Regions from separate parts of the Gossypium hirsutum genome. Here all the other regions are linked to region 1. Evidence: chromatin contacts called from public Hi-C data. All regions are on one chromosome and are shown on one strand. The core of a region is the stretch at or near the end of the contact, and the rest is flanking DNA. Distances in the headings are between cores, read along the strand shown. Region 1 holds the start of LOC107955231 (sm-like protein LSM5). Region 2 holds the start of LOC107955232. Region 3 holds the start of LOC107955234 (protein SULFUR DEFICIENCY-INDUCED 1).

Evidence for each region. Hi-C and Micro-C count contacts between places; a contact is called where the count stands out from the background.
Region 2: a contact with region 1 is called in a Hi-C map of leaf, with 2.0 times the contacts expected there. The contact joins the promoter of LOC107955232 here to the promoter of LOC107955231 in region 1. A contact is called at or near these places in 3 of 34 Hi-C or Micro-C datasets (hypocotyl and leaf).
Region 3: a contact with region 1 is called in a Hi-C map of leaf, with 5 times the contacts expected there. The contact joins the promoter of LOC107955234 here to the promoter of LOC107955231 in region 1. A contact is called at or near these places in 12 of 34 Hi-C or Micro-C datasets (callus, fibers, hypocotyl and 2 more).

The regions. Positions count from the first base shown.
Region 1 is chrA07:45,246,937-45,249,636 of Gossypium_hirsutum_v2.1, forward strand. LOC107955231 (sm-like protein LSM5) reads right to left here and starts at 1,338. Exons shown (of 4, transcript XM_016890966.2): 1 at 938-1,338; 2 at 727-850. The coding sequence starts at 971.
Region 2 is chrA07:45,395,691-45,398,390 of Gossypium_hirsutum_v2.1, forward strand. LOC107955232 reads left to right here and starts at 1,263. Exons shown (of 4, transcript XM_041118117.1): 1 at 1,263-1,535; 2 at 2,461-2,700.
Region 3 is chrA07:45,432,461-45,435,160 of Gossypium_hirsutum_v2.1, forward strand. It overlaps LOC107955234 (protein SULFUR DEFICIENCY-INDUCED 1), which reads left to right and starts at 1,309. Exons shown (of 5, transcript XM_016890968.2): 1 at 1,309-1,609; 2 at 1,997-2,147; 3 at 2,150-2,208; 4 at 2,289-2,444; 5 at 2,661-2,700. The coding sequence starts at 1,466.

The sequences.
Region 1 (2,700 bases), core at 88-2,587:
ATACAAGCATGGGGAAAATCTGTTGCCAGGCCAATACAAGTCAATCAAAAGGGCACATCTTCTCATTATTTTCAAGCACATGAGTAAGAAAATCAAACACGTTATCACTCTCGAATTGAAAAAAAAAAAACATCACATAGTAAATTAAATGTGGAAAAAAGTACAATCAAGCAATGAATATCAAATTGGAAGCAATGTAGTTAGCTAAGTGAGCAGACATCGAGCCCAAAAACATTGGCTACATAGATTGCTGGTTCTTGATATGTTCCGAGGATGCCAATGATACAAATTTATCAGAGATCAAAAAGGTTTGCTGAAAAAACCAAACTCTAACAGAAGGCACCAATTTTGTGAAGAAAACTAGTTCTAAATCACACCCTATCAGAACAAACTTTTAAGCCATCTCACTTTCTCCGGTTACCATCTTGCTACTGAGAAAGAATTCAAACATTGAACCAAAAGATGAAAAGCAAATCTTAAATTCATCGGAATATTCAGGGCAAACAAAAGTCATGGGACAAAGAGGGGTACCATAAATTTGAAATTTGTTTAAATACATGCAACATGGCTAATATCCAGAAACCAAAACTCCAACTTGATCTCTTTCCCGTCACTTTCCTAACACGATTTTACATAAAACCCTAACACACACAAGGGAAATCAAAGCCTAGATATGAGGTCTAATCTATATGTAAACATTAAAAGAGAGAAAGGGAAGAGATTTACTATTCGGTGACATCTTCAAGGACCATGTTAACGTAGACATCGAAGCCTCTGAGAGTACCCACGAGCTCCTTGTCACCTTTCATTATCACCCAAATTTTGGACCCTATGCACCTATCTATCAACTCTGTAAACACAAATCAAGCAAACCCAAATCAGAATTTAATCCAACTTTCTCGAGAAATTTAAGGGAAAGTGAAAGAAAAACTGTCACCTGATGGAAGAAGCTGTGAGGGATTGTTTGCCATTGCTTTGAGAGTGTTGTTTACTCAAAAGTAAAGCTCCCAATTGTTTGATTCAAGTTTTCTGTAATCGTAATGAAACGAGTTACTAATACTATCCGTCTGTCAAACAGGCCCTGTCGACCCAATGAACTTCAAAATTTGCCCGACCCAGCACCTCCAGGCCAGCCAAGCACGGCCCTTTATCAACCGCTAATAACAACGTTGCACCGTCGAAAAATAATTGTTACTTTTTATGTCTATTTTTACGAAAAATAGTTTGATGATCGGAAATTTTTAAAATTGTCTCCGGAAAACATTGAATCAAACGTCAACTCTTCCTGTCAAAAGCTTTACTCAACTCTTTTGAGACCTCCTAAATCAACAGCTACTTGCTTTTTGGCCAAGGTTGCTTTAAGTAACTTAATTAAAATCATAACATTATATTATCTTTTAATAATTTGATTTTTAATCAATATTATGTGATATTATTATAGGACATTATATTTTAGCAATTTGATTCCTATGTAACTACTATTGTATATATATATATACTCTTAAGATCTATCAATAAAATTTAAGAGATTATCCTATTTTTGTCATGGCATATGAGTAAGGTTTTTTACACAATTTTTTTCTTTCATTATTCTAAAAGGCTAGCGGTGAGTCTTCTCCTCCTCCGCCACTACCAAGGGAGGCGGCACTTACTAGTTTTACCATTGAGCAATGGCAATCTCTTCTGGTAGTGTTCGATAATAAACAATCAACATCCACTCTGTTGAATGGTAAGTCTAAGAATAATTGGATAATTGATATGGAGTGTTCAAATCATGTTACGAGTGATCTTATGTGTTTGATGAATGTAAGAGATGTTGTACCATGTTCCGTAGGACTCCCTGATTGCCAAATAGTGGTGACTACCTAAAAAAAATGGTTAAATTGACAGACAAAATTCATTTCGTTCTTTACATTCCTAAACTAAACTGCAATTTAAGTATTTTTGGGAATGATTTTGCTGCTTTGAAAACTTTTAAGGAGTATCTCAGTTCTTGCTTCTATATAAAGGATCTTGGTGCTTTGAAATATTTTTTGGGATAGAGGTAGCTCGTAGCTCATAGCTGTAACACCCCACACCCGTAACCTACGCCGGGGCGGAATACGAGGTGTTACCTACCTTGAACACATGCATTCCTACTCTTCTGAATCATCAAGACCTGGTCAAATTTAAAACCTATTCTAAACTTCTTCAATAAGGCTTACGAGACTCCTAACACTCATTTAAAAACCAATCGGGACCAATTCAGGTCCTTCAACGAACTCTGAAAAATAACACTAGACACAAGGGCACACGTCCGTGTGGGAGGGGCAACACGCCCGTGTGGCCAATTCGACATGGTCGTGCTGTTGGCCCGTGTGACTCACACGGCCTAAACATATAGGGACACACCCGTGTCCTTTACCCGAGTGAAATTAATTTTAATTTCGAACCTACAGGGGTTTTCATACGGCGTAGCATACGCCCGTGTCCATGGCTCGTGTCCCTCACACGGCCATGAGATGCCCGTGTGCAAAAACCTAGACATTCTGTTTCTGACGTCAGCAATTCTTAAGGGTCACATGGCCAAGGCACACGCCCGTGTGCTAGGTCGTGTCCTTCACACGGCTGAGACACACGGTCGTGTCTCTGCCCGTGTGTTTACTACCATGCATACTAACTTGCAAATTTTTCGTGCAGGGGACACATAGCCGGATGTGT
Region 2 (2,700 bases), core at 13-2,512, 150 kb after region 1:
TGAATAACGGGGTTAGAACGGACTTACTATTGAGCTTGGAAAGCTTGAAAACCCTAGCCATGGCTTCCCCCATGCTAATTTCGGCCTCCATGAGAAAGATGAGTCAATTTTGGCTTTATTTTCCCTTTTTATTTCTTTTAATTACCAAATGACCAAAATGCCTTTCCTTACTAAACTTTCAAAAATTCCATCCATGTCCAATTTTTATAACTTAGAAATTGGTCAAATTTCTATTTAAGACCTCCTAATTAATATTTCAAAGCAATTTCATGCTAGAAACTTCTAGAATGCAAGTTTTGCAACTTATTCAATTTAGTCCCTAACTTCAAATTGAGCACTTTATGCATAGAATTTCTTCACGAAATTTTCACAAAATCATGCAATTATATCATAGACCTCAAAATAATCATAAAATAATTATTTCTATCTCAGATTTTGTGGTCCCGAAACTTCTATTCCAACTAGACCCAATTTTGGGCTATTACATTATAATAACTTGAATAATAAATAAAAAAAATATTAGTAAAATAATAAGCATTATCAATCGTAAAATAATTTAATTATATATACCAGATTTGCTAAATAATAACATGAATGTCAAATATTGGCATAAAGAAAAATAGTCATAATAATAACTTAACACAAATTACATTAATTGAAATTTCTGTTAATAAAAAAAATGTATATATAATTATCATTATTAGATTTGAGTTGTAAAAATAAATGTGTAAATGTTACCCAAAGCAAATATTTCATTTAGAAAATAAAATAAAAGAATTATGAAAATACATATACCATATATAGTTTAACGGGATCGTTTTACGGGTAAATTAAATAAAGTGAAATGACGTGAACTTCAATATGAACTTTTAAAAGCTCGTGCTGATAACGTGTTATAAAATAATTAATTAAGTAAAAGAACACTTAAAGTAAATAAAGAATTTTCTCATCTCATCTTTTCATTTATAAAAGAGATATATATAAGCCATTTGACATTCAATACAACATAAATGAATAAAGTTTATTTAATTATTAACATGTATATTAAACATCTTTAATAATGAATAGTGGGTTTTAACTCATTATTTTTATAAATGTTTAAAAGTTATAAACATCTATTTATAAAGGAGCTAGTCGGATGCCAGGTCATCTATGCGGGACCCGGAATGATTGAGACATTACATGGAGGGCACGTGTAGGAAACCATCAACAGCAATGGAGGTGGTTGTACCCGATGAATTCCTCTTCTCACTTCTCATTTCTCAACTTCCATTATCATTTCTTCTTTCTCTCTCTTTCCTTTCACCGCCTATATAAAATTAATATTTTATATTAACTTTTAAAAGGGAGTTTGCTGCTGTTAACTCTATTTTATTCAATTCAATTCTCATTAGACATTTAGTCAGATTTTTTTTCCTTTCTTTTACGGTGCTTCTACCTTTCCACGCAATCTCAACTCCCCCCCTTTTAGAGATCGGATAATTTTCAGTTCTCGAATTATTTCCCCTCTGTATTTGTAAATCCTCACCTTTTCCGTATGTTAATTTGTTAAATTATTTTTCATGTTTTTTGCTTTTTGCTTTTTTATTTTTGGATTGATGAACTGATTGATCTCTGTTATATGACCAATAGGGTGCTTTTGATTTTCTGCCTGTAATTCATATACTGATGTTGTTTGGATCGTTTATCCTGATAAAGGAGGAATCTTTTTGGGTGGTTAGGGTTAGGGTTTGGGATGTTTTGGTAATTGCTGGGGAAGGATCAGATGATATATATGGTGGTTTTCTGATTTTGATTTTAAGATATTGAATCTTCGGGTGGGGGGGGGAATTAAATCTGGAATTTTGGAATCTGGAAACACCTAGTAAGACTCATTATGTTCCGGGGAACTTGTTTTTTCATTTTTAGAAAGCAACTTATATATATATGTATGTATGTATATATATGTTTACCATAAAATTTCCCTGAGGTGAATTTTGTATTTCAATACGAGGCTATAGGATTAATGGTAGCCGAGCACAATTAAGAGCAAAATTGTGATATTCAATTATTATTGGATGAGAATTGAAAAGATGGTCTTTAGGTGCTCCTGAGCAACTCTATGATTATTTTATTCGAAATTTCACCTTTGAAGAAGTCTTACTCGTGGTGTTTGGGGAAGTAGTTATGAAAGAATTAAAAAATTTTGATTGCTTGAGCTATACAATTGTATTCTCATGTTTATCACCAAGTAATCTGGGAAATAAATCTCATTGAGCATAAAAACTTTATGAAAAAAGTACTATTCAAATTCAATTGATTGTTCAAACTTCAAACAACTATTTCTACCTTTGCCTCTATGCTGCACTATCTGCATGGTTGCTATGCATTTTTCTTCTCTCTATTGATGATTGATAAAAATTTTAGATTGATATATATCAAAATTGACAATCTCTTCTGGTTTTTGTGGCCCGAGTGCAGGTATGATAGCTGTCTGGTTCAAGACTAACACTTAGTTACTTATTCAAGGGTTCTATTTGATCAAGTTTTCTAGGACTTTTTACATTGCATTATATTGTTCAGTGCTTTGGAGCTTTGCATCAGGATTTGTCATCTGATTTTCTTTGTACAAGTTAACAAGTGACGATTCTATAGTTTTCAGTTTGCGTCTCACAGAGATACAGATTACAGAAGCCTGCGGTAGGAAATATATTCAAAGTT
Region 3 (2,700 bases), core at 59-2,558, 190 kb after region 1:
TATTTTTTTATGATTTTTAATAAATTTTCTAAATTTTCTAAAATTTATTATTTATTATTATTTATAATTTTTTCTAATCTTTAATAAGAGCAGGGGCTTAATTGCTTTTTTGAAAATTTTTGAGGGTCTTTTTTATGCATTTTGAAAGTTCAAATACCCAATTAATTGAAAAAAAAGGAACTTAATTGCTTTTTTTGAAGAAATTTGAGGGTTGATTTGATGCATTTTAAAAGTTCAAGTGCTCAATTGATTATTATAGAAAAATGGAGGGACTTAATAACTTTTTTAAAAAAAATTTGAAAGCTTTTTGCATCTCTAAATTTTATTTATGCAATAATTGGTATGATCGAAGTTGGAGAAAAGAATTGGTGTTAATGGTAAAAAAAACTAATTATCTTAATTTACTACTGAAAGAATGAGTACCAAACATTTCGTCCGAAATGAAATTAAAACATTAAACTGAAATTGATTATAGTAATAAAATTTGAAAAAAAAATTAAATTTTGAGTAAATCGAATTAAGTTATCTAATTTTTCGAGTCAATTCAAATAAGTAATTCGAGTTTTAAATTCGAGTCGAGTTGAATTTTACAATTCAAATAACTCGAATAAAAAATTGATGTAAATACTTTTTTAATCACTGTGAATTTTTAAAATGAACAAATTAGTTACACTCTCAATAAAAATTACAAAAAAAATTCAAAAATTCAAACTTCCAAAATTTACATTTAAAAAAAATATATAAAAAAATTTTAAAATAATAATTTTTGAATTAAATAAATTAATTAATGATTCAAGTTTATCATACTAAATTATTTTTTTCTAATTTTTTTTTAATTTTTTTAAATATATATATTCAAATTTACGTATCTTAATAAAAAATTAATTATACTATAATAATATTTTAATTTAAAATATTTAATTTTTTAATTTCACGTCACTTAATTAAAAAATTAAATATAAGTGAAAAAATAAATTTTAGTCAAATTAATTCGAAATTTTTTCACAACAGAACAAACTGCTTGGAATTAATCATTTACTATAATGTATCTACCCCGAACGAAGTACAGGTCTAAGATAATGATAAGAAAGAATAATAATAAAATAAAGCACCGCTTAAAAAATTTTTAAAGGAAAAAAAACGTAATTGGAGGTTTAATGTTGACAGTGGAACAAGACGAGTGACGTTATGGAGTCTCATCATGTCAGAGAGAGAAGTAATATAATAAAATTGAGAATAGGGACGCAAGGTCGTCCACATTCATATGTATTCACTTGATTTTGAACCCCCCTTTCTATATTTGCCTCTTACCTATTGGCTTTGTGGTTAAGCCGTCCCCCTCATCCCTTAATATTGTCTATGCATCCCAAAACACCTCTAGTCTTCTTCACTCATCATCACCTCAGTTCAATTGACCTATTTCTCCTCCTTTTCCTTCAGATAAATTAAAGAGAAGGGGGGAAGCATGATGAGCTCATCATCAAAGAATGAAATGATGATGATGATGAGCAGCTCCTCATCAAGACATAATGAAAAAGACCAACTTTTTCATATTCTTCATAAAATTCCTCAAGGTGATACTCCTTATGTTAAAGCCAAACATGCTCAGGTTTGTCTCTCTCTTTATATTTTTCCCTTTGGAACATTCAAGTAATCAACAAACAAGTTTCACTTTTTATTAGGTTTTCTTAAGTTCCTTATATGTATATATATGTGTATGTGTGTGATGTTGCTACACATATAGCTAACCCTATTTTGTTTTCCTTTAGTGGATACTTCCTCTATTTTTGACAGTTGCTTAATGAAAGATGGATGGAGAATGTACCCTAATTGGCTGTTGCATGCCATGCTAGGCTAGCATGGCATAAAGAATCAAGTCATTGCCATAGTCATTTTCATCAACTAATAAAAAATAGTTGACTGTGGAAGCCATATCTACAATTTCTCCATTTTCATATGCACAATCACTTATTTGTACTTTTCTGAACGAATGCAGCTGGTAGAAAAGGATCCAGAAGCAGCGATAGTACTATTTTGGAAGGCAATAAACGCCGGGGATAGAGTAGAGAGCGCACTAAAAGACATGGCGGTGGTGATGAAGCAACTAAACCGAACTGAAGAAGCAATTGAAGCCATCAAGTCTTTCAGGGCCGTTGCCCCAAACAAGCTCAGGAATCACTTGACAATGTTCTCATTGACTTATACAAGGTAAGGTATATATGGATGATTGATTTGACGTCCCTCTTAAGACTATCTATTGTCTTCACATATTAAATGTAACTTGACAGAAATGTGGGAAAGTAGACGAGCAGATTGAGTTATTAAAACGAAAGCTAAGATTAATATACCGAGGAGAGGTCTTTAACGGAAAACCCACCAAAACTGCACGCTCCCATGGCAAGAAGTTCCAAGTTTCAGTTCAGCAAGAAACTTCTAGGTTACTGGTATGCTTTTGATTTTGCTTCCCAGTTTCTTTAATTGAACCAGCAACCATAGCAGTTAGTGATTCCCGCTTTACCCTGATTTTTTCTTCTCTTTTGTCAAACAAAGAAGTGCCCTTTTTCATGAGAATCCCTTTGTCTTGCCATACTGTTGCTTTTACCCAGTTCCCCGAATGTCTTTTCTTTCTCAATTGAAACTTCAATGATGAAGTATGACAGGGAAATTTGGGGTGGGCTTACATGCAAAAATCAAACTACT